7 separate regions of the Mus musculus genome follow, and regions 1, 2, 3, 4, 5 and 6 are each linked to region 7. Evidence: chromatin contacts called from public promoter capture Hi-C data. All regions are on one chromosome and are shown on one strand. Each heading gives the region's core, a stretch centred on a gene start, on an enhancer-like site or on the middle of the called end of the contact. The rest is flanking DNA. Distances are from core to core; before and after follow the strand shown.

Region 1 (2,915 bases), core at 340-2,839, 2.1 Mb before region 7:
AACCCTTCGCCCCATGCCTACGCTGTCCTACCCGCTCCAGCAACACCCAGTCCTCCCACCGCAACCCCCAGACGCGAGCATTGGGGCCCGCAGCTCTCACCGCGCGTCCCTGGCCTGCGAGCTCCAAAGGCCTCTTGAACCCACCCGGCGGGGCTGCGGCGCCGGACTCGCTCCCAGGCGGGGGAGGCGGTCGCCCACTGGTGGACGGAGGCGGGGGGGCCCCTGGGGTAGACTGGCGGCAGCGGTGGCGCGCACGGCACAGCCTGGGGCGGGGCGGGAGGCTGCACGCAACCCTGGCCCGCCTCTTGCACAAGGACTTGGGGGCTCTGAGATGGGCATTTCTGATGGGTTTGGAACAGAGGAAGAAGGACCCGATCCAAGCGTCGGCTGGAACCGTGCCTCCTCGGATGACAAGATCACCTCCCGAGCTGCGCTTCTCTCTGCAGTTCCCACTCTCACCCTGGAAACCCTGAATGGGGCATCCAAACGGCAGGATAGAGACGGCCCACAGACACCCGGGAGTCCCATAGAGGACAGCCCCTGCCCCACCTGCTCCTCTTCCTCTGAGTCGGAACCCGAAGGCTTTTTCTTTGGCCAGCGCCTTCCAGAGCCCTGGAAGACCCCCGAAAACCTGCAAGCAGATGACAGAGACATCTCCAGGAAGCACTGCACCATTTGTTAGTGGCGCGGCCTGGAGATCAGGGTGGTGGGATTGGGGTGGGGTGGGGTGGGGGGACTTATGTAGCGAGATAACAAGGCTGTGCTGTGTAAAGACCGGACACAGAAGGCAGCCAGGCACGCGGGATAATCCCATTGGTACTGCACGCTCTCTGACCTGAAAGACACTTTCTTGGGAGCATCCCACTGCCCAGCGCCTACAGGGTGAGCTAACCCCTATCCGCAGAGGCTGGGCTAGCCTCACCGTCATCACCTTGCTTAAACTAACTGGGTTGTAGAGCAGCACTGGGAACCGACCCCCGTCCCTGGGAGGCGGGGCCGCGGGGCTCCGCCTCCGATCAGGCGTCCTGGCTCTACGAACTCCTGGAGGAGGTGGGGGCGGGCCTTCTCGCTCATTTCTTACGCTGATCGGCGGAAGTGCGGAGATCGGAAGTTGCGCAATCGGCTTGCGACGACCCGGTGCGACGCTCGGTTGGTACGTGCTTAGTGCTGGTATGGCTTCCAGCGGAGTGACGGTGAGCGCCGCCGGGTCGGCCAGCGAGGCCTCAGAGGTTCCAGACAACGTGGGAGACTGGCTCCGCGGTGTCTTCCGCTTCGCCACCGATCGAAACGACTTCCGGAGGTAACCAAGCCCGGGCCGTCTCTGGTCCTCATAAACTTAAACTTGTATTTCCTTACCTGGTGAGTCTGGCATGCATCCCCAGAGGTTTTATCGCTTTGAGAACCTTGTGGTCTCGTGGTGGCAAAAGACACCCTGTCACGTGGCTTTCAAGGAATGACGCTCCGGGCTACAGCGATAGTTCAGACGCCAAGCCTGAGGATTTGGGATCCATGGGACCCGCCGATCCATGAGACCCGCAGGGTACAAGAAGAGACCAACCCCTGCGGGTTGTACTGACCTCCACACGTGCGCTGTGTCGCGTGCACGCGCACGCACATACACAAATTAAAGAACGTCATATTTTTAAAGAAATCGCCCTAACCTAGAAGGCAGGGAAGGGGTGCCAACGCATAAGCAAATTTTAGCCCCCGCAGAGTACTAAGTTGGCCTTGGCTTGTGTTAGTAGATGCGAACGTAAAATTCTCATGTGCATATTAGGAGGACATACCCCTGTATCAGGTGTCAGTCAGCACCTCCAGAAGGTGGTGCTGAGAGGAAACTTGCCATAGTATGTCATTAGCTGCATGAGACTCTCGGACTGTAGGGTTAATGAAATGTATTCTTGACCCAGGAACTTGATCCTCAATTTGGGACTCTTTGCTGCGGGAGTCTGGCTGGCCAGGAACTTGAGTGACATTGATTTGATGGCCCCTCAGCCAGGGGTGTAGCCAGGTAAGACTTCACTTTCCCCTGCCTATTTCAGGAATCCTAAAAGATGAAGACAGCAGTATGTTCTGTCAGCTAGTCACAGAAGTAGGGAAGATTCTTGGGGTAAAGCCTTGCCCTTGTGTTTCTAGGTGAGAGCAGTTCTCCTGTGTTTCCCCGTTTCTGATGCTGTTATCTGCTTACAGAGAATGGAACTCCTGTGTATTCAGACTTTCCAAAGACAGCCTACTGTCTGTGACCACAAGATCCTACCTGAGTGGCAGCTGAAGTTGACTCCCTCTCCTTGCCTGAACCCCCCCCCACTGCCCCCCCATCCCCCAGTGTCGGCTGAGATGTTGCCTCTGCACGGTTCTGTGTGCAGTTCCCAACTTTCTGCAGAAGATGGTCCTTGCCCTTGTCCTGAAGAGTAGTAATGGTTCTTGAAAAAGATTTCAAATAAAGCCTGCACATAAAAGACAGGTATTTTATTCTTTTAATAAGAAACTTATTACAAAAACAAGGTGTAAAAAGTCCGCTTACAAAAATCAAATAAACATGACTTGTATTTCACACTCAAGAGACAGGCATGAGCCCCAAACATGATCTGCAGTGGAGATGAAATGGGAATGGGACCACCCACTTCCCAGGGATGCACACGTGCCGCAAAGCTGATTCTTGAGCAGTTCCTACTGCTGAGTCTTCCTGTAGGAAGAAGGTGGTGGTTGTCGTTTTAGTTTGCCAGGTGGGTTCTCCAGGGACCAGGGAGGCATTGTTGGGATAGAGTGAGACCTGGTGGCAGGAGTGGACAGTGATGTGTGGGTGGAGACAAACGTGTCAGGGAGCACAAGGAAGCAGCTTCCTTCACAAACAAAGGTGCTCCCTACCCTGAAATTCACACTGGTGCTGCTGTCTGGTGTTCTTCCAGGCACGC
Region 2 (3,270 bases), core at 359-2,858, 2.0 Mb before region 7:
AGAAAAGCAAGCAGATCCATTAACGTAAATACTCTAAGCCATGCTCCTCCCATCTGCTCTCAGCCATCTACTGACCTTGGCTGCCCAGGGTAGAGGCAGCTGTGTGGTAAGTCTCACAGTCCACACAAAATGTCCCTTGTTTCTCTGCTCCAAGCATCTCCAGTTTCTTGGTGAGGAGCTCCACTGTCTGCTGGAGACTCTTGCCCTCAGCCACAGGCATCTGGGACACACTGAGAAACACAACGCCAAGTCAGCAGGGTCCAGAGACACAGAGCTTCTGGCTAAGCCACTCAATTCCCCAACAGGTAACGGATCAGCAGGGCTAGGAGTTACTTAGACATCTCTGATCCCCACCCATCAGTCCCCAAGAGTTCCTGGAACTCACTTGGTAGACCAGGCTGGCCTGGAATTCACAGAAACTTGCCTGACTCTGCCTCCCAAATGTTGGAATCAAAGGCATCAGCCCTCAGATGGATTGCCTGACTCTTCCAAAGGCCCCAGGAAAGGCCCTGTCCTGTATCAACTTACTGCAAACAGGGAAACTGAACTCTAAATGACTCTGCTGTGATCTGTCTTCATTGCTCACAGGCATTCTTTACAGTAGGGTAGAAGTATGAGATGAGGCTCCTAGTGTCAACTGTGGCAAGAGCCTTCCTTTCACAGGGCAGACCTGTGGCCCCTGGCCTCCAAGCTTCTTTAACTGGAAAGAAGCACACCACTACCAAGACTTTTAAGTGCTGAGGCCGAGTACTTTAAAATTAATACCCAGAAAAGCACGGTGCCCAAACCTTACCAACTGCCTTTTTATCAAGTGAGACTTCAAACATGTTTAAGATAAAAGTCAATCAAAACTGTCTGAAGCCCAGGCGATGGTGGCTCGCGTCCGTTTCATCCGTGCGCTTGAGAGGCAGAGAGAGGCAGGTGGATCTCTGTGAATTCGAGTCCAGCCTGTTCTACAGAGTGAGTTCCGGGCCTCCCAAGCCTACACAGTGAGACACCCAGCTCGAAAAATTGTCTCTGCCTGGTACTCCGAACTCCAAACTCCCAACCGCTCCTTTCCTCCTACCTCTGTCACTAGCCCCAACACCTTAAAATGGCCAATTCAAAGTCTGTAACTGCAAGCAAAATAGAAAAGTCACTTTCTCCTCGCGCCACTCTTATCCCTTTCTGCGAACAACTCCTAATCTAGAAACCCTATTTCTAACCTTTGGGTGCTAGTAGCGACACTACAAGGCCTCAAGGACAGGAAGAGGTACCAAGAAAAAGGTACAACTCCTGGCGGGTCCTAGGGATGCGCTGCTCCCTTTGCCAAAGGGGTGTGTCTGGGAAGAGAGAAGTCCCACGCAGTGTCCCCCATCCACACAACCGGAAGACATCTTGGTCAGCCCCCCGAGGAACCGAGAACCTCGGTCAAAATCCCTTTCCCCGGGCCATCACAGGCCCACAGACACCTTCACGACCCTATATGCTCCGTCACCACAGAAGCCCTTCAAGTCCTACCACGTCACTCCCATAGCGAAGGATCAAAAGGTGGCGCCTCCAAACCCTCGAACTCAGAGACTCCAGACCTTCACGCGAACGGCGGCCCCCTAAACACAGGAAGCAGTCGTTGATCGACCGCCGGAAATGCGCAAATACTGAGCGCCGCGGCGACACGCCCACAGGGAGCGCCATCTCTGGTACCCAGTGGTGACATTTCTAGAACGTCATCGACTCGGCTCCGCCCCCAAGGCGTCCAACGGGTTGACAGGACGCCCTAGGCTACTTTCATGAATTCTGGAAAAGGGTGACTTGGACATCCACCTTTCTAATGAGATTACCTGAGAATTTGGGGGCTCCTGCTATAGGTCCCGAAGCTCTTCCTGAGAGTAATAGATGAGGAACTTCCGGCCTCCTAACGCTGGGGGGCACTGTGATCTCTCAGTGGCCTCTTGGCGATCGGAACACACAGCGCAAGCGCAGTATCGGCTTTTTAGCCGGCTTCACACGTGTGAACCTGGTGGGCAATTTTTTCGGCCAAAATGCCCAAATTCAAGGTGACACGTGGGGCCAGCAATCGGGAGAAGCATGCACCTCTGGCCGAGCAGATCCTGGCTGGGAACGCAGTGCGCGCGGGGACCCGAGAAAAACGGCGGGGGCGTGAGGTCGAAGAGGAGGAAGAGTATGTGGGACCCCGGCTAAGCAGACGGATTTTGCAGCAAGCCAGACAACAGCAGGAGGAGCTCGAAACTGACCATGGGGCTGGTGATCGGTCAGCACCACCGCGAGAGCGCGCCACGCGGCTGGGTGAGTGACAAGGGGTGGAGTCGTGAGTTGGGCCGGTCTGACACCCCATCAGAATACTTTACCGGCGTGTTCCTCCACTTCCACTCCTGAATTCCAGAATTCAGAGTTAAGCCAACGAAAAGTGATCTCTCACACCAGTTCTAGCATTATTTTATTTTAGGTTTTTTTCGAGACAGGGTTTCTCTGTATAGCCCTGGCTGTCCTGGAACTCACTTTGTAGACCAGGCTGGCCTCGAACTCATAAAGCTGCCTGCCTCTGCCTCCCAAGTAAAGGCGGGTACCACCACCACCTGGTGGTCTAGCATTTATTTATTTATCCTCTGGGCGTTTGAAGTATTTGTGGACTGCCTGCATAATGTTTTGAGCTGTGTTAAGTTTTTAGGCAGTTTTGATACAGAAATAAGATATTCGTTCCTCCTGATAACACCGGAAGTCTAGCTCAAGGCACCCATTAAATAGAGTTACATATTCCAAGCAGGAGTGGCGAGGCTCACCTGTAATCCCAGCACTCGAGAAGCAAGGCAGAAGACCTTCTTGGCTATATAGTAAATTTCAGATTAACGAGCCCTGTCTCTCAAGAGAGAGGAAAAAAGTGATGATATTTCTATTTAAACAAAAAAGCAGATGAACATTAATTCTACATGGTGGGTATCCCAGATTTCATGTCCTTCGAATAAGACCTGAAAAGCAAGTGGGGACTGTCCCTGTCCCAGCGACAGGGGAGGGGAAACAGTATTGTTTACGGGCTAAAAGGGGGAAGAGGGGTGGGTACTGCCACCTGTCTCACTGGGGAGGAATTGTTGTTCACCTCCCAGTTGCTTAATCTTCCATTCTTATTTCTCCTAAAAAGCAATATTGACACATTTGAACATGGTTTTGGGCCTACAGCAGCTTTTTCTGTTTCTTTTAGTTTTTTTTAAAGTAAGGGCTCATGGAGCCTGGGATGGCATCTAATGCTGTAGGGGAGGCTGACCTTGAACTCCT
Region 3 (2,810 bases), core at 24-2,523, 2.4 Mb before region 7:
CTTAAGCTGTTATCTCAGAAACCCGTTTTTGTTGTTGTTGTTGTGTTTTTTTTTTTTTTAAGAGTTTTCTCCAAAATATGTTATCCCCAGGAAACCAGGCCCAGTCCTTACCCAGTTCATCCTCCATGGGGTCTGCCTGCCCTTGGTCACCTGCCTCAAGGTAACCCGAAGCCAACAGGGTCTCCCAGAGTCACTGCCTTCCTGTGCTCAACCCATAACTTCTCTGGGCAGGGTGGGCCAAACACGGAGGGTCCCTGAGGCGTGCCCCTCACCTCTTCACACACCCGAAAGGGAAGATGTTTGGGTAGAGAGTGGGAGGATTTTTTTTCTCTCTCTCTCAGTTCTCCACCAGTCTGAGCCTGGCTCCTGCTACCCAATTTAGTCCTCCCCCTCGGAACCTGGGCCTTTCCGTGCCCGGACTTCCCCCTCCCAACCCAAACACACACCAGCGTCCCCAACCCCACCCCCACCCCCATCCTCACGGTCCCCCTGGGCACAAGCGGTATTCAGGGACGCCAAGTTTTGTTTACAATCTAATTTGTTCAGATAATTGCCTCGACTTTGCTCTGTGCTTGGCCCGCGTGGATCCAGCCTGAAGCCCTTTCTCCATCGGTTCTCACAGCACTTTATAGGAAATTCCCCTTTGCAGACCGAGGCGGCAGCGCGTGCGCGCCGGGATGGGAGAAAAGACTGTTCACAAAGCCCAGAAAGAGCCTCCCCAGCCCCAGCCCCCACACAGTGGGGAGTCAGAGGGAGGCGCGGCAGGGCCCGCGCTGGACGTCGGCTTCGGACTGGGGGGGGGGGGGTCCTGACCACTCCCCGCGCCAGGCGCAGCCCGCCCGAAACCAGTGAACCGTGTGCCAGCAGGACTTGGCCGTACCTCCAGGTTCCAGGAAAAGGCCAGAGTTAATAAAGCCTCCCATCGGATGGGTCCCCAGTCCACTGTGAAACTCTACGGCCTATCGACTTTGGCAGATCGGTAGCCCCACGTCCCCATTTTTTCCTTCCCCAAAGTTTGGTCCACGTGGTCCTCTTCGGCTTGCCGCTGGCCGCCTCTCAGGGGGAAAAGTGGCTGCACCTGCTTTAGGCGAATTATGGTAGCACTAGAAGTTAGTCTCCCCTCCCTCCGCCGCTCGCTCGTTCGCTCCCTCCTCCCTGTCGCTCGGCGCGCTCCCTCCTTCCCTCCACCCCTCCGGTCCCCCCGCCCGGTGTGCCCCGCCCGCGCGCCGATCGCTCGCAGCCACTCGCAGCCGGGGCTCAGTCGCAGCCCCTCGGAGTCCGGAGCCGGTCGCCCCTACGGACCGGACAGTGCCACCAGCTGCCGGGACGGAGCCCCCCAACACGCGATCAGGGCGCGGCGCAGGCGGCCGCGGCGCGGCGGGGAGGAGCCCGGGCCGGAACCAGGGCTGGGCCGGGGGCGGGGACGCCGGGGTCCCGGAGCCCCGGAGCCGGAGCGAGCTCAGGAGCGTCGCCGGAGCCCGGGGAAGGACGATCGGAAGCTGGAGAGAGCCAAGCCATCCTCCAAAGTGCGATGCCCCCAAGGGGCTAAGGCGCGCGGCGATCGGCGCTAGAAAGATCGCTTCGGAGCGCAGGGGCAGCCCCGGCGAGTGGCGGCGGGCCCGGGCTGCGACCCGAGCGAGCCCCATGCCCCGTGCGGGCTGACGGGCCGGAGCCCGCACTGAGCGGCCGGGCCGGACAGGTAGGTGGCCGATTCAGGGACCCCAGGGATCCGGGTGGGGGCTGGGCCGGGGACTCGTCCAACTCCCTAGCTCGCTCACTCTCTCGCCTGCTCCCCGGCTCACTTTGTGTTTGCAAACTGCCCGCCCGAGGCGCGTCGGCCGCCGGAGGAGCCCGGCCCCGGGCCGGAGCACTTTGTTCCAGCTGGGCCGGCCGCGGAGCACTGACCCTGGTGAGTTGAGAGACCCTGCCCCCGGCCCGGGCCCCCAGCCGATCGGAGCTGTCTGGGGAACAGGTGGGGGCTGAGGCGCGGGGCTGGGGGGCAGCGGGAAGCTGGCCGGGGCGGAGGGGGGGCGGCTTGGAGAAGCCACTGAGGCCCGCCCTGCCCCAAGAATCTGGGCTCCGCCCCCTCCTGGCCTCGCTGCTGGGAATGGGGTGTTAGGGGGCGCGACCCCCCCTCCCGGAGTGAGACAAAGAATACTTCCCGGCCCGGACTTTCCTGAGCCGGGAAGGGAAGTGGTGAACTGGGATCCCCCCAAGTCCAGTCTGCACGGGACTCCCCAGGACAAACAGAAAGACTTGAGTCTGTGTGTGTGTGTTGGTGTGTGTGTTGGGGGGGGCAACAATCTCAAACACCTCATCGCCTTGGTTTGTGGAGGTCACACTTCGAAAGTGCTGAGACTAGTCAACCTCCCCCCCCACTCCCGCATCTCTTAATCAGATCTGAGATAAAGCGGAAAACTTCTTGGGGACTTGAGAGAGACTGGTAATGGCCCCTGTGATTTATTTATTTATTTATTTATTTATTTATTTACGTGCGCCGGAGCTGATCGGTGGGGAACTAATCTAGTGGATACCCTCCTCATTCGGACAGAGCTCCTGCGGGGTAGTGTGAGGTTTGAGAGTGAGGGAATAAGGTAACGGAGAGTGGGCCCAAGGCCACCAGAGATGAAGCTGCCGGAGTGAGCAGTGGAGTCCATTCCCCCAGACTGAAGACTCTGGTGACTCGTGAGACAGTCTCCCCAGCGTCCCTCTGGCCCGCGGCCATCCTCCGCGGCGCTCAAATCTTGCACTTTGCTTCTCCGTAAAACTTGTACTTCTTGAGCTTCACTGGAGGAGAACCTGGTGGCACC
Region 4 (3,143 bases), core at 427-2,926, 2.8 Mb before region 7:
GCACACTGCAAATTCATACACAAAAAGGGCGAAGAGACTGGAAACTTTGACAACAGCTCTGATTTAGTGTGGTAAAGATCTACAGCAGAGGCCAATCTTGAGGAAGTTTAAAAAAACTACAGCAGCAGCAATAACAACAACAAAACCCTTAACAGTTAAAAGCAGTCACTAGAAATCTCTTTGACTGTACATGTACACAGAGTATAGCGGAAGACCAAATCAGGCTTCAGCCAGCATGAACCAGGCTACGATGCTCTGGAAACTCACGTTGACTTAACAGTTCCTGCACCCCTCCGAATCTCTTCTTGAAGAGAACAGCTATTCCAGCACCCATTCGACAATCCTCACTGATACAATGGGCTAGAGAGTCTGTTTTGGGACATGCGAAAAGATCTCCTTTCACGTAAGTGATCTAAAACGTGCAAAGGAAAAAAAAAAAGGTTAAAAACAGAAAACTATTTCTCCTTTCAGATCTTCAACAGAGCCCCACCCCCACTGCTTCAACCCTGCTTCTCTGACACTCTGAATTAAAGACAACTCTTCCCAACTTAGGAGTTAACCACGATATTTTAAAGTATCTGTAAAAGGAAAGTGATGGATGGTTATTATCTGCCTAGGGTTGTATTAGCCTTTTCTAAGTAAATCAGCTAGAGAGAAACAAACAGGGAGGGGCGAGAATCCAATTATTGGTTTAATTAAAAAGTGTTTATGCTTTTGACCTCAATTATTCTGATTTTCACTTCACCGATAAATTTAATAGCTGTTACGCACTCGACTTCCTTCTGGATCTTCATTAAGGCGGGTGGCCATGCTACTGAGTCGCTATTTCCAGAATTTAAGAGTTCCTTCTGCTAATGAAAAGGAAAAGCAAGTAAAAAAATACCGCTCAGGCAGCCCGAACATAGCGTGTTCAGATCACCCTGACAACCCATTTAGTCTTCCCCACCTCCTTAAGGTATTCTTTCTGGATGTGAGCTCACTCAGCCTCTAAGAGGCAACACAAAACAGCTTTCCAGGAGCCGAAGCAAAGGCGGTCCTAAGACACACCTCCTTACTTCTAGCAGGGAAGGTTTAGGACAGTCCAGAATTTTCCCAGAGAATATAGCTTAGAACGGGAAAGACCTGGCCACAGTTACACTGAGCGGCAGGGTGAGCCGAGAACTGCTTCTCAGGGGAAGATCACCACCAGTCTTGGAGGTACAGGAAGGAAGGTCTGATAAGACTTCCCCGTCTCTCCTCCTACCCTAAGGAGGGCAACCCTGGGATCCCGCAGAAAAGTGGGTACTGGGGGGTCATCCTTCACCTGCAAAGGAATCGGCCGTCAGCAGGCCCTCCTCCAAGCAGGGAAGGGTTCGGGATGAAACCCTCGTAGGTAGGAAAGCAACAGAAGAGTCCCGACACGCAACAAATCCCGCCAAAGCCTTTTGATTGTACGCACACTCAAGATGGCCGCCCCCATCCCTTAACGGGGCGGAAGTGAGCCTCTCTAGCTGGGTAGCGGCGCCCGCTCTCGGTAGTAAGGGCTTCAGAATTTCCGGCGGGAAATTCCGTAGGCTCCCGCTACCGCTCAGGCATGCGTACCGAGATGCCGACCCCGACTGGAGAAGAAGAGCGCTTGCGCATTCGGCCCCAGAGGGTGGGTCCCAGTGGACGCTTAGAAATAGGTGGGCAGGGGGGCGTGTCAGCGCCTGCGTGGTATATAATTCAGGGAGGTGTTTAAGCAGCAGCGTACGGAGCGTGTGAAAGGCGCCTGCGTAGGCCTTTGGCGGGAGGCGGTGTCAAATCCAGGAAGTGGGTGTGGCCTCTGGAACGCCTGCGCGGTGCTCTTCCTAGGGGGCGGGGCCAGGCTGGCCGGGGTTATGGGGCGTGGTCTCGAAGGCGCTTGCGCGAAGGCGGTTGGAGGGAGGCCCGATTCCCCTTTGTTCAGATTCGCCATTTTGCGAGGCAGCGGCAGTGGCGGCGGCAGCGGCGGCTGGAGCCTCTGATTGGGTTTCGGGGTCCGGTACTGGAGCCAATCAGCGCGGGCAGCGAACCGGGGGAGCGAGGCACGGTGAGTATGAGGAGCCAATATCCAGCGGCCCAGAGCCGGCCCCAGCGCCCCGATTGGCGGGTCTCGCTGACCACTCAGGAGAGGCCCAGGCGTCCGTCGAGCCCGGGAGTCGAGCCGAGGCTGCCCGAGCTGGGTAGCCAGTAGCCCCGGCTCGGAGTTGGTGGAGGCCTGCAGGGGCCGTCCAGCGTTGGGACGGCGTCCTGGAGCCAGGCTTTTCGGGATCTGGATCGTCTCCGGGGGCCGGTGGCGGATGCGCCACCGGTCCCCGATCCTCGGTCCCGAGAGGTCAGGTGGCTGACCGCCCAGCCACGGACCGTGGCGGTTTCCCCACGTCGTTCCAGCCTCATCCTACGGCCTGTCCTTGTGTGTCCCCACATTCCGGGCCCCGACGAGGCCCGTGTGTCCTGAGCTCTGCACAGTTGGGGCTACAGATCCGGAGCGAGGCCAGACTGAGACGCGCGGCGCGGCCTCCCAAGACCCACCCCGGGGCCGTTGGCGCGCCTGCCGCGCCCCTCCTCTCGGCCCGCCACCGGGGCTCCCGGGCCGGCGCCGTTACCACCCCTTTCTGGCTCGTCATTTCCTCCCCGCTCAGCCCGCGGTGCCGGCACACCTCCGTGCTGGAGCCCAACCAAGCACTCTTCCTCTTTTTGCTCAGTGTCTCGGTGTTTGAAACGCCGCTGTTGCAGAACTGATAACCCTTGTGCATCCTTAATGATTGGGGGCACACATCTCGCAGTTCCTATTATCCCTGTCTCCTCCCTTGATCTTTTCTCCCTTGGATGCTCTCTGGTTTTGTTTTCCTTTAATCTCTCCACTCAATAGCTCGGCCCACTCGTGTCTCTTTTTTCTAATACACCTTGAAATCCCGCGCGAACGTTTTCTCAACTGATGTTTTAAAACTTACACGTGCTTAGATTTTCTTTCCCCCTTCGGGGGACAGGAAGTCTTCCAAGGACTGCTAGCTATTAGTCTTTGGCGGACGTCACCCAAGTGCTGCAAGCGAGTAGGGCTAGGAGCTATGTCTGCTCGGTGGAGATTGACTGGTGTTAGTGTTTCATAGGGATCTGATCCAGTACCCAGAAGTGCACTTTAC
Region 5 (2,892 bases), core at 286-2,785, 2.3 Mb after region 7:
AAATGGATGTGGTGCATATATGTGAGTGTGTCTCTGTGTGTGTGTGTGTGTATGTGAGTGTGTGTCTGTACTGACTCTATTCCAAGTACCACATAAATATAAGTTTATCTTAATAGAAATTGCCATGGAAAAGCCAAGGTCACTTCTCTAAATCCCCTCCCACCTTGACCTGTCTATTCATAATTGTTATTATTATTACCATCATCATCGTCGTCGTCTTCATCGTCAATCATGTGTTTTTGCCTGCACATGTATGATGCAAGGGGCATGAGAATGCCATGTAGATGTGTGGAGGTCAGAGGACAACTTTATAGAGGAATCCAACTCCCACCATATACCTGAGCGATCTCACTTTATCTGCTGAGCCTCTCAGCCAGTGCCTTGACCTTCTGTTTATTTTTCCTTCGGTACCTTTCTACCCTTTTGTCTCTGACGTGAGGGATGAGACAAAGGGTCAGGTTCACATAAGTGCATCCCTTACTGCTGTGGTTAAGACCGGCTCGGATCTCACATAGCTCAGGCTGGCTTCAAACTCTTTGTAAAGCTGAGACTGCCCTTGAACATCTGATCCTTCCACCTCTACCCTGCAAGGGCTGGAATTCCAGGCTGTGGCACCATGCTCAGATGTAAGTGAAGATTTTTATGGAAAATAAAACCGTGACCTTTTCTAGGCCTGTGGGGTCATCTTATATTTCCTCGGGGAAGAAATAAGGGGCAACCACTGTAAAGGACAATGGCTTTTCTGAGAGTCACGAAGGGTGTTCAGTCGGGAGAAAACCTTCAGATTTATACTGGTCCGTGCAAGGTTCCAATAGACACATTCAATAGACCGCAGTGGAAATAAATTTACTTGTCTCAGACACTTAAGGTGGCACAAATTTGTGATCCCAGAACTTGGCAGAGGAGGCAGGAGGATAAGGGATTCAAAGTCAAAGCCAGCCTGGGTTACACCAGTTTGGGGCCAGCCTGCACTACATGAGACCTGTCTGGACCAAAACAACCTAATAAATAAAATCCATTTTATCTTCTCAAGCATGCACTTGAGAAACAAACAAACAAACAGCAGTTATTTTTAACAGGCTCCCTGGAGGAAGCTGTCATATGTTAGGGAGTCGAACTTCTCAGGTCCGTAGCAGTGGCCTGCCCTGTCCTGGGGAGAACCCTTGTCTTGCAGGGGGGAAAAAAAAATCTAGCATTGACATGGAGAAAAATCTCAAGTTCCACAGTTGGGGAGAAACAGAGCCCTGTTGTTTCTAACAGTTGCTTCAACGACTCCCTTCCTTGTTTATCTTTTCAGGAAATGAGATGTTGAAATCAGAATATTCCCCGTAGAGTAAAACACAGCTTAACCAACAGCGCTTGGGTCCTCAGGAATCACACAACAGCTGTTAGCTTACCTGGGACTCTGGACTTCACAGCACAGCTGAGCCTTTCTCCAATGTTCCCCAGCCACTGACACCGTTGGGAGATGCCAAGGGACGCTGGTGACCCAGGACAGGACTGGCAGCCACAGGTCCACTGATGTATCTATCACCAGCTCAGGCCAGGTTGCTGCCTCTGCTGAAAAACACTGGGACACACCCCCTGCAGAGGGAAAGCCAACAGACTTTCCTGCACTCCCTCCCGCCCACTCAGAACCAACATCAGAGCTTGTAAAACAGGCAGTCCAGAGACCAAAGACTTCCCGTTTCTGCCACCAGAGATGTGAGGCTGAGATTGACTACAAAGGGGACAAATATGCTCTTGGGCATGCAGATCAGGACCCTACAAAACATATTCCCTTAGGTGCTCCTGTCCAACCTTTCTGGACATTTTGGGGAGTCACACCCCATAAAGTTGAAGAAATGCATCCCTCCCTGCGGAAGTTCTGAGGAGAAGCAGGTGAGTTCTGTGGGAGGGTAGATAAGATCTCTTCTTTTCCAAAGGTCTTACTCAAAGCTGAAGCATCACCATACAGCTCGCCTGAGTACAGGGCCCACAGACCTCCTCATGGAAAAAAACCGTGGAGCGGACAGCAGCTAACAGGACAGCCGGGACGGGCTGAAGGTGAATGCCTTTTAATAACGATCACGTTCTATCTAAGGTTTCATCCAGCTTAGAAACTGAAGGGTGACCTCTCAATGATGACCAAGCTGACTCGTGAATTGCTTTGTGGTCAACATAACTCTCAACGTGAACAGCCTCATCTAAATTACACAGGGGGCAAAAATGTGCTATTTCTCAAAGAGGAAAATGTCCCTGAATTCAGTGAACGTCCTCGTTTTATTTTGCTTCCTTTAAGTATGCAGAGTCTACAAATGGTTCGAGGTGGTTTTACAGTACAAATTCGAGAATAGCATAGTGTTGGGTAAAAATAAAGAGCCAGGAATGTTAGCTGGGTAGGGTAGCTAATGCCTATAATCTCAGCATATGAGATGCTGAGGCAGGAGGATTGCTTTGAGTTCAAGGCCATCTGAAGCCCTAGGCTACAAGCCAGCCTGGACAGAGTGAGAATCCACCCACATATACATACATACATACATACATACATACATACATACATACATACATACACATATATACATAGATACATATATTCATACATACACACATACACGTGTGTGTGTGTGTGTGTGTGTGTGTGTGTGTGTGTGTGTGTGTACTGCCTCTGTACTGGTTCTGTTCCCAATACCACACAAACCATGGTTGTGAGCATCTGTAATCCTCACACTTAGGCAGTAGAGGCAGGAGGGTCAGAAGTTGAAGGTCCTCCTCCTTGGGTATATGATGAGTTCCAGGTTTTCCTGTGCTATACAGGAAGATCTTACCACAAAAATAAATGAATAGATAAATAGACATACAGACAAATAAACAAGGGAACGCTTAAAAGGTAATGTCAAAACCGTGCAAATG
Region 6 (2,995 bases), core at 320-2,819, 2.0 Mb before region 7:
GAGCTTGGCTTTTCTTTTACTAGTACATAGGGCGATCGTATGTTTGGTGGAGGGGCGGGGGGGGGGGGGGAGGATTCCGCACGCACCCGCAACTGCCATGGAGCCACAGCCTGGTCCGTATAGATGCAAAGCTTCTCAATAGTCAGGGGCGTGGTTTCGCGCAGCTTGGAGGCCAGCAACAGGCAGACGGTACCTAGAAGCTGCAATTGCGCCTTTCGGGTGGGGACGCAGGACAGGTAGCGATCCAGGTAGTTCATAGCCAGAGGGAAGACATCCTCCTCGCAGCGCTGCTCCTCACACACCTGAGGGAGGGCGCACGAGTCATTGCTAGGGAAGGACCAAGTGAAACACGGCAGCGTGGAGAAGTGGGGGTGGGGGGTGGAGGGAGAGTGGAATGCGAAGCAAAAAATAAACCGAGAAGGGATAAACTTAGAGCGACAAGTATCAATAACCGAGGAGGATGTGCCCTCCCCAAGGTGACCCCCCCACTTCCTCTGCATGGTCTCTTCCCCACCCCGGAGTAGGGGGTGTAAAAGAGAAGCCCATGCTCACGAAGGATTCCAGACTCCCCTCCCCCACGGCGAGCGGAAGGGGGACGGAAGGGTCACCTAGAGAGAATTGGGACCTTACCCTCATTACCGCCACCCACTGCACACACACTCCCAGGGGGAAGGGAGGGAACTCCTGCCGCGGTCTCCCGCACTTTTCATTTCCCTGTGGACCGGAACCGAGCCTGCGCCACCCCCACCCACCAGTTTCCCCCGCCAGAACCCCGCGATAGACACAGGAACCAGTTCTGGGGCTAAGGCGGCCGAGGCCAGGGTTTTCCAAACGCGCCCTCCAGAGAGCACCGGGTGAAGAAGGAAGCAGGAGACACCGAGGAAAGCCACTGGGGAAAGAGTGGCCCTTAGCCCGCTTTCCCGACCCAAAGTGAAGTTTAGTTACAGTGCCAAGTGACTGGAAATCACAGAAGAAGCCGATCAGGATTGGGGAAAGGAAAGGGACAGAACGCAGGCAGCTGCTTAGGGCGCCTGTGTGAAAAGGCCAGGCCCCAGTAGTCTGGGCCGCCAAAGCATCTTGCAGATTGTGGTCGGGATCGCAAAGATCCGACAGGGAAAGTTCAATTTGTCCCAGAGCCGGGGGTGGGGGTGGGGTGAGGAGAGGGGACCCGTTCGGGCCTTACCTCCAGCATCCAGTATGCCAGCATCTTCCGCATGTGCGGCTTGATCTCCTTTTGCACGCACTGGAAGTAGGAGGCTCGCGGCACGTAGCGCTCCTCCAGGCGGAGTAAACTCTGCAGGACACGCTGGTCCCCAAGCAGCCGCGGGTCGGGCCCGGCCCGGGGCGCGTGCCGGGTGCCCTCGCAACACAGCAGCTCCATCCTGCGATGGCTCACGGGTGAGAGCAAGAGTGCGGGTTAGCGAGTCCTAGGAGAAGCGACGCGCGTGAGGGAGAGCGCGGGGTGCGGGCGGGTCTGGCGCTGGCGCTGGCACTGTGCGGAGAAGCCCCAGCCCGCCCGCCACCCGCGCGCACCGCTTCCCTGACAGGCGCCCCGCCCCTCGCGACGATGTAGCAACCGTGGAATGCTCCTACGTCACAACGTTCTAAGGGGCGGGGCCGCAGTCGGAAAGGGCTGGCGGGCGCTATACCCTCCCTCCCTCCCCGCAGCCCCATTGGTCCGCTGGGCTCCGGCCCGCACGCTTCCGGGCCCTCGGGTCCCTTCTGACCAAGAGGGTAGAGAGAACTTTCTGGAAGGGTGCCCTCTTCCCCATCAATGGGCCCCGTCGCGATTCTAGCCACCCAGGAAAGAACTAGGCGCCAAAAGTTATTCCTTCGTGTATACGTCATATTTCATTGCTCTAGGGAATGTGGTCATAACTTTGTACATAGTTGGGTCACTCCTACCCTAAAGTGGCTTCTAGGAATGGCCTCGAGTTGGGCTTTATTTTGCAGACCATGATACTGAGGCACAATAGTAGCTGCAAAGATCTCATTGTTGGTCCGTCGGGAAACTTGACTTAGAATCTCGTCTACTTTAACGAATTGCGCAGATCTGCAGCAGCATCTGGGAGCATGTAGTTTCTGTCCGATTCAATGGCTCAGAGGGTAAACTATCCTGGCATCAAGTCTGGCAACCTGAGTGTGATCCCTGGGACCCACATGATGGAAGAGAAGAGAGCAACTCCCATAAGCTGTCCTCTGACTTCTACACCAAGGCTGTATGTAGCATGTGCGCACACACCTTCATGCACATACACAACGAAAATAAAAAGCAAAAGAAGAAATGCAGTTTCTCAGGTCTGCTGAATGGGACACTGCGTTGCACCAACGGAGGTGTGAGCAGTGTTGGTCAAAATCAGCATATAAAAAGCCATTTGGTGCTGGCTGTGGTGGAGCAAGCCAGTAATCTCAGACCCAGGGAAGTGTTGGCTTAACACCAGGATCCACTATCCACTATACAGACAATTCAAGGCCTGCCTAGAGTCTCTCTCTCTCTCTCTCTCTCTCTCTCCACACACACACACACACACACACACACACACACACACACACACACGGTGGCAGGGGGTGGGCTGCAGATATATCTCAGGTGGTAGAGCTCTTGCTTAGCATGCTCAGAGCCCAGGGCTCAATCCCCAGCACTGCAGAACCCAGAAACGATCAGAAGATTAAGGTCACTGTCTGCTTCCTAATGAGTTCAGGAGCAGCCTGGGCTATATAAGATTTTATCACAAAACCAAGCAAACCAAATGATAATAGCCCATGGAGAATTCCAGGCCAGCCAGACCCATGTCAGATGACTCAAATAACAAGGAAGGAAGGAAGGAAGGAAGGAAGGAAGGAAGGAAGGAAGACAGGCATGACAGAGCACCCCTTTAATCCCAGCACTTTGAAGACAGAGGCAAGCAGATTTCTTTGAGTTCAAAGCCAGCCTAGTCTAAATAAGAGTTCTAGGTCAGGAGGAGCTAATATCATGAGACTATGTCTCAAAAAC
Region 7 (3,171 bases), core at 160-2,659:
TTCCACACTGTAGAAGCCATTGCATGGGTGCGCGCGCGCGCGCGTGGACGTGCGCATGAACACATGCGTGTGTACAGTGAACTTTCATTTCAATACAGGTGTTGAAGGAAGCGCTGGAAGTTCACTTTCAGGACTGGGCTGTGTCCTGTAGGGACACAAACCAGACCCAAACTAACAAACCTTTGGGGTGGGCAGGGAAAATTTGGTTTAAGTCAGGGGCTGTCTGTACCCAGCTGGGGAAGAGAAGGGGAGCCTGTATTCTTACCTGGAGACCCGAGGCACAGAAGACCAGCTTCAGGACCTGCCAAGACGGGGTGGATTCCGCTGTCTCTGTCCGCGGAGCCAGGAGAACCTCATCAGGAGCCTTGGGCTCATTGCCAAACACACAGGCTTTCACCAGGGGGAAGCAGAGACCCCTGCCTGAAGAAGACACAGTCAAGGTCCACAACCTCTGCAGAGCAGCCAGCCCGATCCGGTGTCTGACTTACTGGCCTCCCTCCCGGCCCAAGTCCCGCTCTGCCAACACCTGCAACCAGACTTCCCTCATCTCCCCACCCTCTGGCCACATTACCTGTCTCCAGGTAGTTCTTCCGTCTTAAGTACTGCACCAGGAGGTAGCCAGGTACCATAAAGCTGGCATAGCCCGCTACATTCAACAAGAAGCGGAAGAGCCACAGCTGTGTCCAGGACTGCGGAGGGGCTTCGGGTGACTCTCCACCTGCTCCCAAGGAAGGGAGTGTGGCGAGTACCACTACTGCCCACCATCTGCTGGGACAGCCGAAGCAACGATTAGGTTTGCAGCTCTTCCGCCTCTCTGCCCTCCGGAGGGGACTGTACCAGGGAAGTGCCCAGTGGCCTCCCCGCCCCCTCCGCTGCAGCCCAGAGGGACGGACAAAGAGCCTCTCTCTCCCTCTCTCTCAGGGGGTCCGGCGCAGGCCAGGCAGAACCTCCTCCCTTCTCGGGGACGGCCCCGCCTGTCCAGCCACATAGGTCGCCTCTGTTCCCTTCAGCGCGCGGGCAGCTCAGGCCACAGGCAACCCCCACCCCCTTCCCTCTCCGAAGCGCCACTGTCCCTCATCCCCCTACGCGCGACAATCCCCGAAGCCCCGCGAGGAGCGTAGGCCACATGCCGCGTGCCCATCCACACGGGGCTCCCAACAGTGCCACGCGGATCTGCGGCTGGAGGACCCCCCACCCCGCCTCCGGAGCCCTGGGGTCTCGGTCACGTGGCCCCGGGGTCTCGGTCACGTGGGCCATGGCTGCCCGAGCCCCCCACCTGGCGTCCATGGCCCAGCCGCGTGGGGCGGAGGGGGGACCGGGGAATGTGAGTCCCCCGGGCCGCGCGCTCCCTCCGCTCCCTCTGCCGCCCGCTCCAGCAGCCAGCCAGTCAGCCAGCCAGCGGAAGTGCTGCGCTCTTCCCGCCTCCTCCCCGCCTCAGCCCCCTTCGCGACACTCCGGCCACAGCGACCCCACGCGGCCCGGAGGCAGACCAAGCCCGGTTCCCCTGGGGAACTCCAGTTGGGACTCCCTCCCTTTCCCAGCTTGCTTGGTCACAGCCATCAACCCAACCCAACCCAACCCACACAGAGTGATGATGACCATTGCCATCTAGTGGACTAGGATTTTGAGTATCTGAGACCCAGTACTTCCTCTTACATTACGGTTTTTTTGTTTTTTGTTTTGGTGTTTTTTTTTTTTTTTTTTCGAGACAGGGTTTCTCTGTGTAGCCCTGGATGTCCTGGAACTCACGCTGTATCCCAGGCTGGCCTCGAACTCCAGATCCTCCTGCCTCTGCCTCCTTCAGCAAATCCTACCGGCCTGCGCCACCAGAACCGGCGTTAGTTTTTAAACAATGATGTCTCTTCCTTTTTTGGCTGCATCAGTAATCATCCCCTTAGTACCTGTGATTGTGACCTTCTAGGCTCTGTATGACCTGGTGCGTCCTCCTCGCCCACTTGCCCAACCTTGTAGAGTCCTGTTGGCCTGTTTTCAGTTCCTTTAATTCATCGGAGGCCTTCCCCAATGCTGTCTTTCCCCTTGCTCATCCTAAATCGCAATTTCAACGACACCTGCTTGAAGCTTCCCAGAGGATGATCCTTCGCCCACTCCATTGTCCTCCTTCCTGCTAACGGTTTTCTTCCTTCCCAGTCACCCATTGCAACGTATAACCACATATTTAGTTGTTTATGCCTTTAATATCTGTCTCACTCACAGGATGCATTTGCTTAGTGCTTATAAGCGCTAAGCATCGGAAAGTATGTTGATTTATTTCTTCTCCTTCTTCGTGCATGACCTAGCAGGGCCCTCAGTGTGTGGAGTCTAAGGGGGTTGGGTGGGGGAGGAAAGTTGCAACTCTCTTGTGATCAATGTCCTCAAACTTCTCCAGGGACACGTGTGTGTCTCCATATTCTTCCTCCTCACTCTCCAGCCCTGGGCATTTCCACATGAAGGAGATGTGCCTGTGGTGGCAGGAACCACTTAGGTCTCCTACCATACCCAGCAAGGCCCTGTGCTTGCTCAGGGCTTGTTTCCTTCTCTCTGCCTTTACCCGAGAGTCAGGCCTGCCTATGCATACAACTGTAGAAGGGAAACGTTGTTGTTGTTGTTTTTTTTAAAGCCCCTCTCTTCCATTTTAGTGTCATATTAGAATAACTGCAAAGGTTCAGTTGGGAGCCTTATGTTTGAAGTCTTTAGATAACTTTGCGGTGGCCCGCTGCCACCAGACCTATAATCCCAGCTACTCAGGAGGCTGAGACAGGAAGTTCCCAGTTCAAAGATGACTGCCTGGGCTATAGAGTGAGTTCCAGGCCATCTCTGGCAACTCATTGAGATCCCATCACAACATAAAAAATGAAAAGAGGGCCGGGGACACAGCTCCATGATAGTAAGCTTGCCTACCGCTGGGGAGGCTCTAGGTTCACACCCCAGTGCCAAACACACTCACAAAGGTATTTTAGGTGAGACCCCTCGGGTCAGTTTGCTCATCCCCATTTTCCAGGTAGCTGGCAATTTCAGCCCATGCCATCTTCAACAGAAGCAAGGAGGCTTCCTTCAGGATACCAGTGGCTTCGAGGGTCTTTCAAGAATCTCCATCCAGGCCACTTGGGAAGTCCTTCCTTCCAGATCGGCTCTTCCTCGTCTGCAATCCTTCATCTCATTTTAGGACTATGC

What was found. Promoter capture Hi-C pulls out the DNA fragments that hold promoters and counts their contacts. Capture Hi-C pulls out chosen DNA fragments and counts their contacts.
Region 1: a promoter capture Hi-C map of liver shows a contact between it and region 7, with 4 times the contacts expected there. The contact joins the promoter of Tomm6os here to the promoter of Slc35b2 in region 7. A contact is called at or near these places in 5 of 39 promoter capture datasets (hematopoietic stem and progenitor cells, liver, neutrophils and 1 more), 1 of 484 Hi-C or Micro-C datasets (B cells), 2 of 115 datasets of contacts at active chromatin or transcription factors (astrocytes and large pre-B cells) and 2 of 9 other capture datasets (adipose tissue and liver).
Region 2: a contact with region 7 is called in a promoter capture Hi-C map of liver, with 2.9 times the contacts expected there. The contact joins the promoter of Med20 here to the promoter of Slc35b2 in region 7. A contact is called at or near these places in 2 of 39 promoter capture datasets (embryonic stem cells and liver), 3 of 115 datasets of contacts at active chromatin or transcription factors (astrocytes, bone marrow-derived macrophages and large pre-B cells) and 1 of 9 other capture datasets (liver).
Region 3: a contact with region 7 is called in a promoter capture Hi-C map of liver, with 2.4 times the contacts expected there. The contact joins the promoter of Foxp4 here to the promoter of Slc35b2 in region 7.
Region 4: a promoter capture Hi-C map of liver shows a contact between it and region 7, with 10 times the contacts expected there. The contact joins the promoter of Oard1 here to the promoter of Slc35b2 in region 7. A contact is called at or near these places in 2 of 39 promoter capture datasets (liver and pre-B cells) and 3 of 484 Hi-C or Micro-C datasets (B cells, CD4 T cells and regulatory T cells).
Region 5: a promoter capture Hi-C map of liver shows a contact between it and region 7, with 2.5 times the contacts expected there. The contact joins the promoter of Adgrf1 here to the promoter of Slc35b2 in region 7. A contact is called at or near these places in 1 of 39 promoter capture datasets (liver) and 1 of 115 datasets of contacts at active chromatin or transcription factors (pro-B cells).
Region 6: a contact with region 7 is called in a promoter capture Hi-C map of liver, with 3 times the contacts expected there. The contact joins the promoter of Ccnd3 here to the promoter of Slc35b2 in region 7. A contact is called at or near these places in 4 of 39 promoter capture datasets (the C10 cell line, liver and pre-B cells), 1 of 484 Hi-C or Micro-C datasets (CD8 T cells) and 2 of 115 datasets of contacts at active chromatin or transcription factors (astrocytes and large pre-B cells).

What each region holds. Positions count from the first base shown.
Region 1 is chr17:47,686,284-47,689,198 of GRCm38.p6, reverse strand. It overlaps Tomm6os (translocase of outer mitochondrial membrane 6, opposite strand), which reads right to left and starts at 1,589. Exons shown (of 3, transcript NR_045945.1): 1 at 1,082-1,589; 2 at 550-631; 3 at 1-469. Gm20517 (predicted gene 20517) reads right to left here. Exons shown (of 9, transcript NR_157366.1): 9 at 2,460-2,915. Usp49 (ubiquitin specific peptidase 49) reads right to left here. Exons shown (of 7, transcript NM_198421.2): 7 at 2,460-2,915. Tomm6 (translocase of outer mitochondrial membrane 6) reads left to right here and starts at 813. Exons shown (of 3, transcript NM_025365.3): 1 at 813-1,300; 2 at 1,911-2,011; 3 at 2,191-2,554. The coding sequence starts at 1,173. The coding sequence ends at 2,007. It also overlaps Prickle4 and a transcript of Frs3 not described here.
Region 2 is chr17:47,609,923-47,613,192 of GRCm38.p6, reverse strand. Med20 (mediator complex subunit 20) reads right to left here and starts at 1,608. Exons shown (of 4, transcript NM_020048.4): 1 at 1,501-1,608; 2 at 76-230. The coding sequence starts at 1,514. It overlaps Bysl (bystin-like), which reads left to right and starts at 1,701. Exons shown (of 7, transcript NM_016859.3): 1 at 1,701-2,286. The coding sequence starts at 2,022. It overlaps Gm20517 (predicted gene 20517), which reads right to left and starts at 1,608. Exons shown (of 9, transcript NR_157366.1): 1 at 1,501-1,608; 2 at 76-230.
Region 3 is chr17:47,923,095-47,925,904 of GRCm38.p6, reverse strand. It overlaps Foxp4 (forkhead box P4), which reads left to right and starts at 1,273. Exons shown (of 17, transcript NM_001110825.1): 1 at 1,273-1,699. It overlaps Gm46601 (a long non-coding RNA gene), which reads left to right. Exons shown (of 3, transcript XR_003952247.1): 3 at 91-431.
Region 4 is chr17:48,408,533-48,411,675 of GRCm38.p6, reverse strand. It overlaps Oard1 (O-acyl-ADP-ribose deacylase 1), which reads right to left and starts at 1,676. Exons shown (of 6, transcript NM_001289490.1): 1 at 1,304-1,676; 2 at 772-848; 3 at 268-412. The coding sequence starts at 810. Nfya (nuclear transcription factor-Y alpha) reads left to right here and starts at 1,856. Exons shown (of 10, transcript NM_001110832.1): 1 at 1,856-2,050.
Region 5 is chr17:43,268,990-43,271,881 of GRCm38.p6, reverse strand. Adgrf1 (adhesion G protein-coupled receptor F1) reads right to left here and starts at 1,535. Exons shown (of 16, transcript NM_133776.2): 1 at 1,398-1,535.
Region 6 is chr17:47,592,041-47,595,035 of GRCm38.p6, reverse strand. It overlaps Ccnd3 (cyclin D3), which reads right to left and starts at 1,569. Exons shown (of 5, transcript NM_007632.2): 1 at 1,184-1,569; 2 at 87-302. The coding sequence starts at 1,381.
Region 7 is chr17:45,562,174-45,565,344 of GRCm38.p6, reverse strand. Slc35b2 (solute carrier family 35, member B2) reads right to left here and starts at 1,409. Exons shown (of 4, transcript NM_001357105.1): 1 at 1,277-1,409; 2 at 572-765; 3 at 266-420. The coding sequence starts at 1,287. It overlaps Nfkbie (nuclear factor of kappa light polypeptide gene enhancer in B cells inhibitor, epsilon), which reads right to left. Exons shown (of 6, transcript NM_008690.4): 6 at 2,176-3,171.